Linked DNA regions of Zea mays: region 1 is linked to region 2. A link is a contact called in public HiChIP or PLAC-seq data. All regions are on one chromosome and are shown on one strand. The core of a region is the stretch at or near the end of the contact, and the rest is flanking DNA. Distances in the headings are between cores, read along the strand shown. Region 1 holds the start of LOC100284101. Region 2 holds the start of LOC100191687.

Region 1 (2,907 bases), core at 342-2,841, 230 kb before region 2:
TGGAGAGTGGGCCCCACATGTCAGTGAGTGCAAGAGATAAGAAGGGGTAATCTTGTCCATACGGATATATGGCACCCCTCCATATGCCTGACATTAGGACCAAGTCATATCCAGGCGTAAATATTGGCATATCTCAAATATATTTAGAATTCCATCAGCAGAGGCATATTTTCTTCAATAGTAATGGTGTGTTTCAAAAAAGGTAAAATTATAATGGCACATATCTAGTTAACCAAATGCATGCACAACTTATGGTACTGATTTTATTCCATGATGTTGAGCATGATACAAGAAAATGAATGGTTTTTGAAAACTTACAATTGAAGCATATGACTTCTTTGGTGCCTCCTTCAATGGTACAGGAGGGGATGAAATTGGTGGAGCCACTGCAACATTATTTGGCACTTCATTTATGACATCAGGAACCGGCGTTTCCTCAGCAACAGGCTTCTCCACATCACTTAGCGAGTTACAAACCTCCCCGTTCAGAACTTCCTCCTTTGGATTAAGTGCAGGCTCGGCCACCTGGCACTCAGGCTGCGGCGAAGCATCTACAAACAGACAAAGAAAGAAATCGGTTCAAACACATGATCACAGCAACAAAACAGTTTGAAAGATGTTACACTGCTACGCACCCTGAGGAACAGTCGTGGCGTCTCCTCCGACAGTGCCGTTGGCCAGGATAGGGGCAGAGGTGGTCGTCTCCGCGTCCGCAGCAACCTCAGGTGCTGGCTGCTTCTCAGCCCCCTCGTCCCCTCCCCCCTCCCCAACGTAGCGCAGTATGTCGTTGAGCACAAAGTAGCCCTTCTCCTGCGGCGCGAGGAAGAAGGACTGCACGAACTGGCGGCTGACGCTGTTCCTCCCCGTAAGATGACCCATGACGAGCACGCTGACGCCGCCACAGAGCGATTCCTGCGCGTCCACCGCCTTGATCTCCGCCCGGTCGATACCCATGGACACGATCTTGTCGTTAATCGCCTGCAGAATCAGACGCGCATACACGCAATCAGAGGCACACGCCACCCCAAAACCACTCCATTGCGGTGAGAATTAGGCCTGGGGCGACCAGATCTGGTCCGCGGGGGAGTAAGAGACGCGCGTGGGCGAGGAACTTACGTCCATGGTGGTGACCGTGTCCATGCCGTCGGCACCGGTGCCGGCGGGGCGCCCGAGGCAGCTGGCCTCCTGGTAGAAGCGGTAGACGAGCTCCGGCGACTGGTGCAAGATGTTGTAGTACTGATGCACGAAGGCGTTGCCCACCTGCACATAACAAGAGGAGGGCCGCGGCCAAGCACGGTGCACGAATCGAGTCAGCGCGGATCCAGCGGGCGAGGTCGGCCCCGGCGGCGGCCGGATCGGGGGACGGTGAGCTTACCACTTGTGCCGGCGGCGGAGCTCCAGATGCCGCGGCTGCGGCAGGGGGCGGCGGCTGCGACGCCATCTTGGGAGATCGAGGGGTTAGGGTTTTGCGAGGAAGTGGGGCCGGAGCAAAAGGGGCACGTCAGGACTCGGGAGAGGAGGCGGGGCTTGTCCCTGGTGTCTCTTTTCCCGCAAAGCTGGCGAGATGAAACAGAGAGGAGAGGGAAAGGTTGATGGCGGCTGCTGCAGCGGCGGGGTTAAATAAGGGTACGGGCGCGGCGGCGGGTTGGGGCAGTGGCACGTGCGGCCAAGAGTGCTTCAGGAGCCGTGGGCCGTGGGCCGTGGCATGAAACACGGGAGAGCGGAGGCTGGACGGCCGTGATGGGGATGGGTGCGTGCGTGGGTGACGCGAGAGGCGCGGGGTTTTTCTGTTTTTGTGACAAGGGATTGTTTGGTAACTTTGTTTGTTAAAATTATAGTTTATAATACCATTGTTTAAAATATATCACGATATAACTATGATATATTTTATCTCTACTAATTCTTAAGACGGTAGTGTAGACCATGCACAACCATGCCCCCACCTATATCCCAACCGTCCATTTACGTCCACCAAATCACCACCGTCCATTTCCATCCCCGCGCAGACGCCCAGCGCGCATACGACCCCGCCCACGCGCAGCCGACCCGCAGCGCGCAGCCGCTCCCGCGCAGCGCGCATCCGACCCCGCACCGCCCACGCGCAGCCGAGCCCGCGCAGCAGCCCCCGCAGCCGAGCCCGCGCAGACGAGCTCCCGCAGCCGACCCGCCCCCGCAGCAGCCCCCGCAGACGAGCCGCCCCCGCAGCCGCGCGCAGCCGAGCCCGCATCGCGCAGCCGAGCCCGCGCAGACGAGCCCCCGCAGACGACCCGCCCCCGCAGCCGCGCGCAGCCGAGCCCGCATCGCGCAGCCGATCCCGCGCAGACGAGCCCCCACAGACGACCCGCCCCCGCGCAGCGCGCAGCAGAGTCCGCGCAGCAGCCCCCGCAGACGACCCGCCCCCGCAGCCGCGCGCAGCCGAGCCCGCATCGCGCAGCCGCCCCCGCCGATTCCCCCGCACTGCGCGACTCATCCGATATCCGCGCATTCCCATGGCGCCCCGAATCCTCATCTTCAAGCCGCGAACAAACAAATCCCGCTCCGACCGCGATCCCCACGCCGTTCTCCCCGTCAACTACCACCTCCTTAACTCTCACGCCATGGATTGCAGTGATATACCCGCCATCTGTGCCGTCAAAGAGCTCATCTCCATCACATCCCGACGTCGTCCCCATCCGTCTCGCCCCGCCCCGCAACCAAAATCCTCGTGCGATCGTGAGCCCCTTGCAGCGGCGCGGAAGATCGTGAGCCACCAGCCGACGGGATATCGGTCGCGAGCTCCGCGTAGCAGAAGCAGTGCCGATTTGCTGTCGTGGAAGCCCAACGACCTCGCCATCGCTGCCAGGTATTCCCATTGTATCATCAATTTGCTGGTATATGCATCCACCTTAATTTTATTAACACCCGTGC
Region 2 (3,304 bases), core at 637-3,136:
TATGATATTGTTCTTTCCCAACTACCTTCGTCTGGTAGGACAATTCGTGTATGTTATAGAAACAGTTGGCGTCTGGCTCTAGCCCTTGGCTCCTCATCGTCCAAGTAAAAACTCCAACTTTAATTAAAGCCTTGGGAGTAAGTTGATGAAGGTATTTTTAGCACTTCAATCAGCATTTTATGTAAAGGGAACCGAAGGCCAGCCTTCATAAAACTCTTGTAAACAACCACTTCATTAGCCTCAGGAAGAGGAACATTGATATATCCTCCATCCCTCACTATGGACATATCATAAAAATATTTTCCCTTCATTGCTTCAATCTGCCCTTTATTAATAGTGGATTTTCCAAAAACAACATGACTCGGCCTCCAGGGCCGATCTTCGGCATCATCGTTGTCACTCTCAATATCAAAACTTTCACTATCACTTGAGCCTCCACACAACCCAGCTAGCATCTCATTAGTAATTTTCTCAACATTGGTCCTTTCAATGGCTTCGTAGAAACCAGCAAGGGTCCATGCTTTTCTTCTCTTCGGCCATTTCAGCGTTGATTACAGCAAGAAGTCGAAACTTAAAAATAATTGCGGTCGCAGAGTTAGAAAGCTAAAATAGCAAACCTGACACAAAGCTTGATAGCACGAAAAATATTTTCAACCCGAACCCTCGCATATATACGCAAAGCACCGCTGAGCGGTGGGGCCCACAATGCAGAATGACTCGCTACTCTAGCGAAGGGAATGTGTTTTTTCGGACCTTTGGCTAAAGGCCTTCGTTCATTTTGCAGTCTGAATTTGTTACAAAGAAACAAATTAATACTGTGAGGGGCTACTGTTGGGGGCCTTACTCTTCTGAAGGTCCTCAAAAACACAACTAACTATTTGCTTTCAGTATATTACTAAATATTACAGGAGCTTCGTCACCAGACGAGCTTCGGCATAGCACAAGACAAGTACAACGAAGCACGCTTCATCAAGCAGAATTCATCACGACGAAGCAATGAGACATTGCAAGGAGAAAATGTTGCTCAAGTTACTAAATACAAATGGCGATATTGTCCTTATGACATTTTGTAAACTCTGTATGTAACTATTGAGGGCATGAGTGTAATAGCGCATGAACCTTTTTGGTTGACTATAAATAGATGAACAGTACTGGAGTACTGTTCACGCTGGATTGTAATTACTCTCGCGTCATCACCTCTAAACAAATCGAAGGTATCAATGTAATATGAATTCTGATAATGTTTATATGTTTATCATGGAATAAATACATGAATGGATAACACATCTCATGTGTGTAAACTCTTATAATTTATGAATGATAGAGTGTCCTTCATGACCTTCGTCCGAATGTCATTATATCCGAAAGGAGATAATGCTTCGAAAGACGAAGATCCTTAAGGTTTAATAATTGTGTTGTCTTGTTCTTGATTCACAATATTTAAGAATAAGTGACCAACAACTGTCAACCGGGTTGTAAATTTATAAAAATACCGGGTAAATGGATCCACTCATGAATTGGGCTCGATTAGTGTGGATGCCTTCGGTTGGGTGCGTCCGATGGTGGTCGATTGAGCGATCAGGCGTCCAGGTGCGTCCGTGTGAACCTTCATCTAAGGTGATATATAACAATTGTCACCTCATGTGACCCATTCTAAAATGACTTAACAAATTTACGTTGTCTTTGTAAGTTATTTTTAAGTCATTTCACGGTAGGTCATCACCTTGAGTGATTTATCTACGCAGTCTTTCCTTCTCCCGGCGACCACACCATCTTTTTCCTCACTAGCGCCGCTGATGCTCTGTTATCGGAACCGTAGCGTTACCACGGATTTAACTTTTGAGTCCGTGACAGAAGTGAAACGAAACCAAATACAATTTGGGTACCGCTATTGCCGTATCACGTCTTGTCAGAGCCTCCTCGTCGTGGGCGTAAAAGCCGCCGCCTCCAACCCTTGTAAAAGTTTCTTGGATAGTCCGTAGCCGCTTGCCCTGTTCGCATCTTCGCGCGTGGCGCACACCGCTCCAGCTCTCCTTCGACGGGCACGGCCGAGCCGCCTTCGTCTTGGCCGCAGCGGTGCGCGCTCTCCATGGCGTCCTAATTAGCCTAGCCGCAACGCCGCGCCCGTGCCTGCGGTATGGTTCTTGCACTCCTTTCTTCCTTTCTCTTGTCGGGCTGGCGGAGATTGACCTTACTCATTTGGCGCTTTTTGGATTATAATTAAATATCTAATGCGACTTTCTTCATATTGTAAGCACATCTATGAATTATGAACCCCTGCTTTCTGTAAACAAATGAAACAGTGGAAGATTGACGCATTGGAATGATTTTTACTAGTCTCCAGTGCGATGTACTTACTTTTGCAGCCACGACCAAATCCCTGCTTAGTTTCGATTTATGCGTTTTTTTAGTGTCATTGGATCTTGCGGCATTCCGTGATGTGCTCTGCTAAGCTTACTCATCAAGGATTCAAGGGCCGACATTATGGAGCAACTCGAGATTGCTCAAAGTATCTTTCTGAAAAGATATGATTCCTAGCACGTGAGGCGTCAGACTCTGAATTTGTCGCTGCGTGCATGGTTCTGATTGATTTCGTTATCTTGGACATGGAGCATATATTGGTTTAGTCGTTTAGATGTGCATGCCCATGTCCTTCTATCTTTTTGACTTTAGACTTGTACCGCACATCTCTTTTCTCACTAAATTGATCTACTGCATTGAAAATGATATTTTTGTCTTAATTGAGCGTGGATTCGTCGGACTGGTTCTTCTATGAGATAACTGAACTTGCCTGCCAAGCTAGCTTCTTCTTTCCTGCACATTTCCTCAGTGCGCTTGACTTCAATTCAAATCTGGACGATGTTAACCTCCCTTAAATTCAATTTGCGGCCTAAGTTTTGAGCACACTTCTTAATCTTTATTGTCACAGTAATTCTTAGCAGATGAGAGCCCAGATTTGTTCTATTGTGTATATGCTAACTCGACAGAATCTTATCCTTTGTTCTATTGTGTATATGCTAACTGGACAGAATCTTATCCTTTGTTGTATGCATTAGTTGTCCTTGTAAATTAAGCTATATATTACTCAGAGACATTTTTTAATCTATTTTCTTCCAATAAGTCTATCAGATGAGGTAAAGCATTTGTTGTCTTGCTTGTTTGCCAGTGTCAAACTTGGCTGCCAAGTTACTGCTTTTGTTTTCTTCTGATTTCCTCGAGACTTTTAGCCTTCCCAAAAAAATCGACCTAGGAGGGGTAAGACAACCTCCCAAAGATTGTATGAAGAGAAGACCCCTGCCCCACC

What was found. HiChIP or PLAC-seq counts read pairs in DNA pulled down with a chosen protein or histone mark.
Region 1: an H3K4me3 HiChIP or PLAC-seq map of leaf shows a contact between it and region 2, with 5 times the contacts expected there. The contact joins the promoter of LOC100284101 here to the promoter of LOC100191687 in region 2. A contact is called at or near these places in 4 of 25 Hi-C or Micro-C datasets (ear, leaf and tassel) and 1 of 3 datasets of contacts at active chromatin or transcription factors (leaf).

Annotation. Positions count from the first base shown.
Region 1 is chr2:80,421,763-80,424,669 of Zm-B73-REFERENCE-NAM-5.0, reverse strand. LOC100284101 reads right to left here and starts at 1,591. Exons shown (of 9, transcript NM_001156999.2): 1 at 1,376-1,591; 2 at 1,117-1,260; 3 at 636-978; 4 at 319-551. The coding sequence starts at 1,441.
Region 2 is chr2:80,189,116-80,192,419 of Zm-B73-REFERENCE-NAM-5.0, reverse strand. It overlaps LOC100191687, which reads left to right and starts at 1,886. Exons shown (of 9, transcript NM_001137116.2): 1 at 1,886-2,135.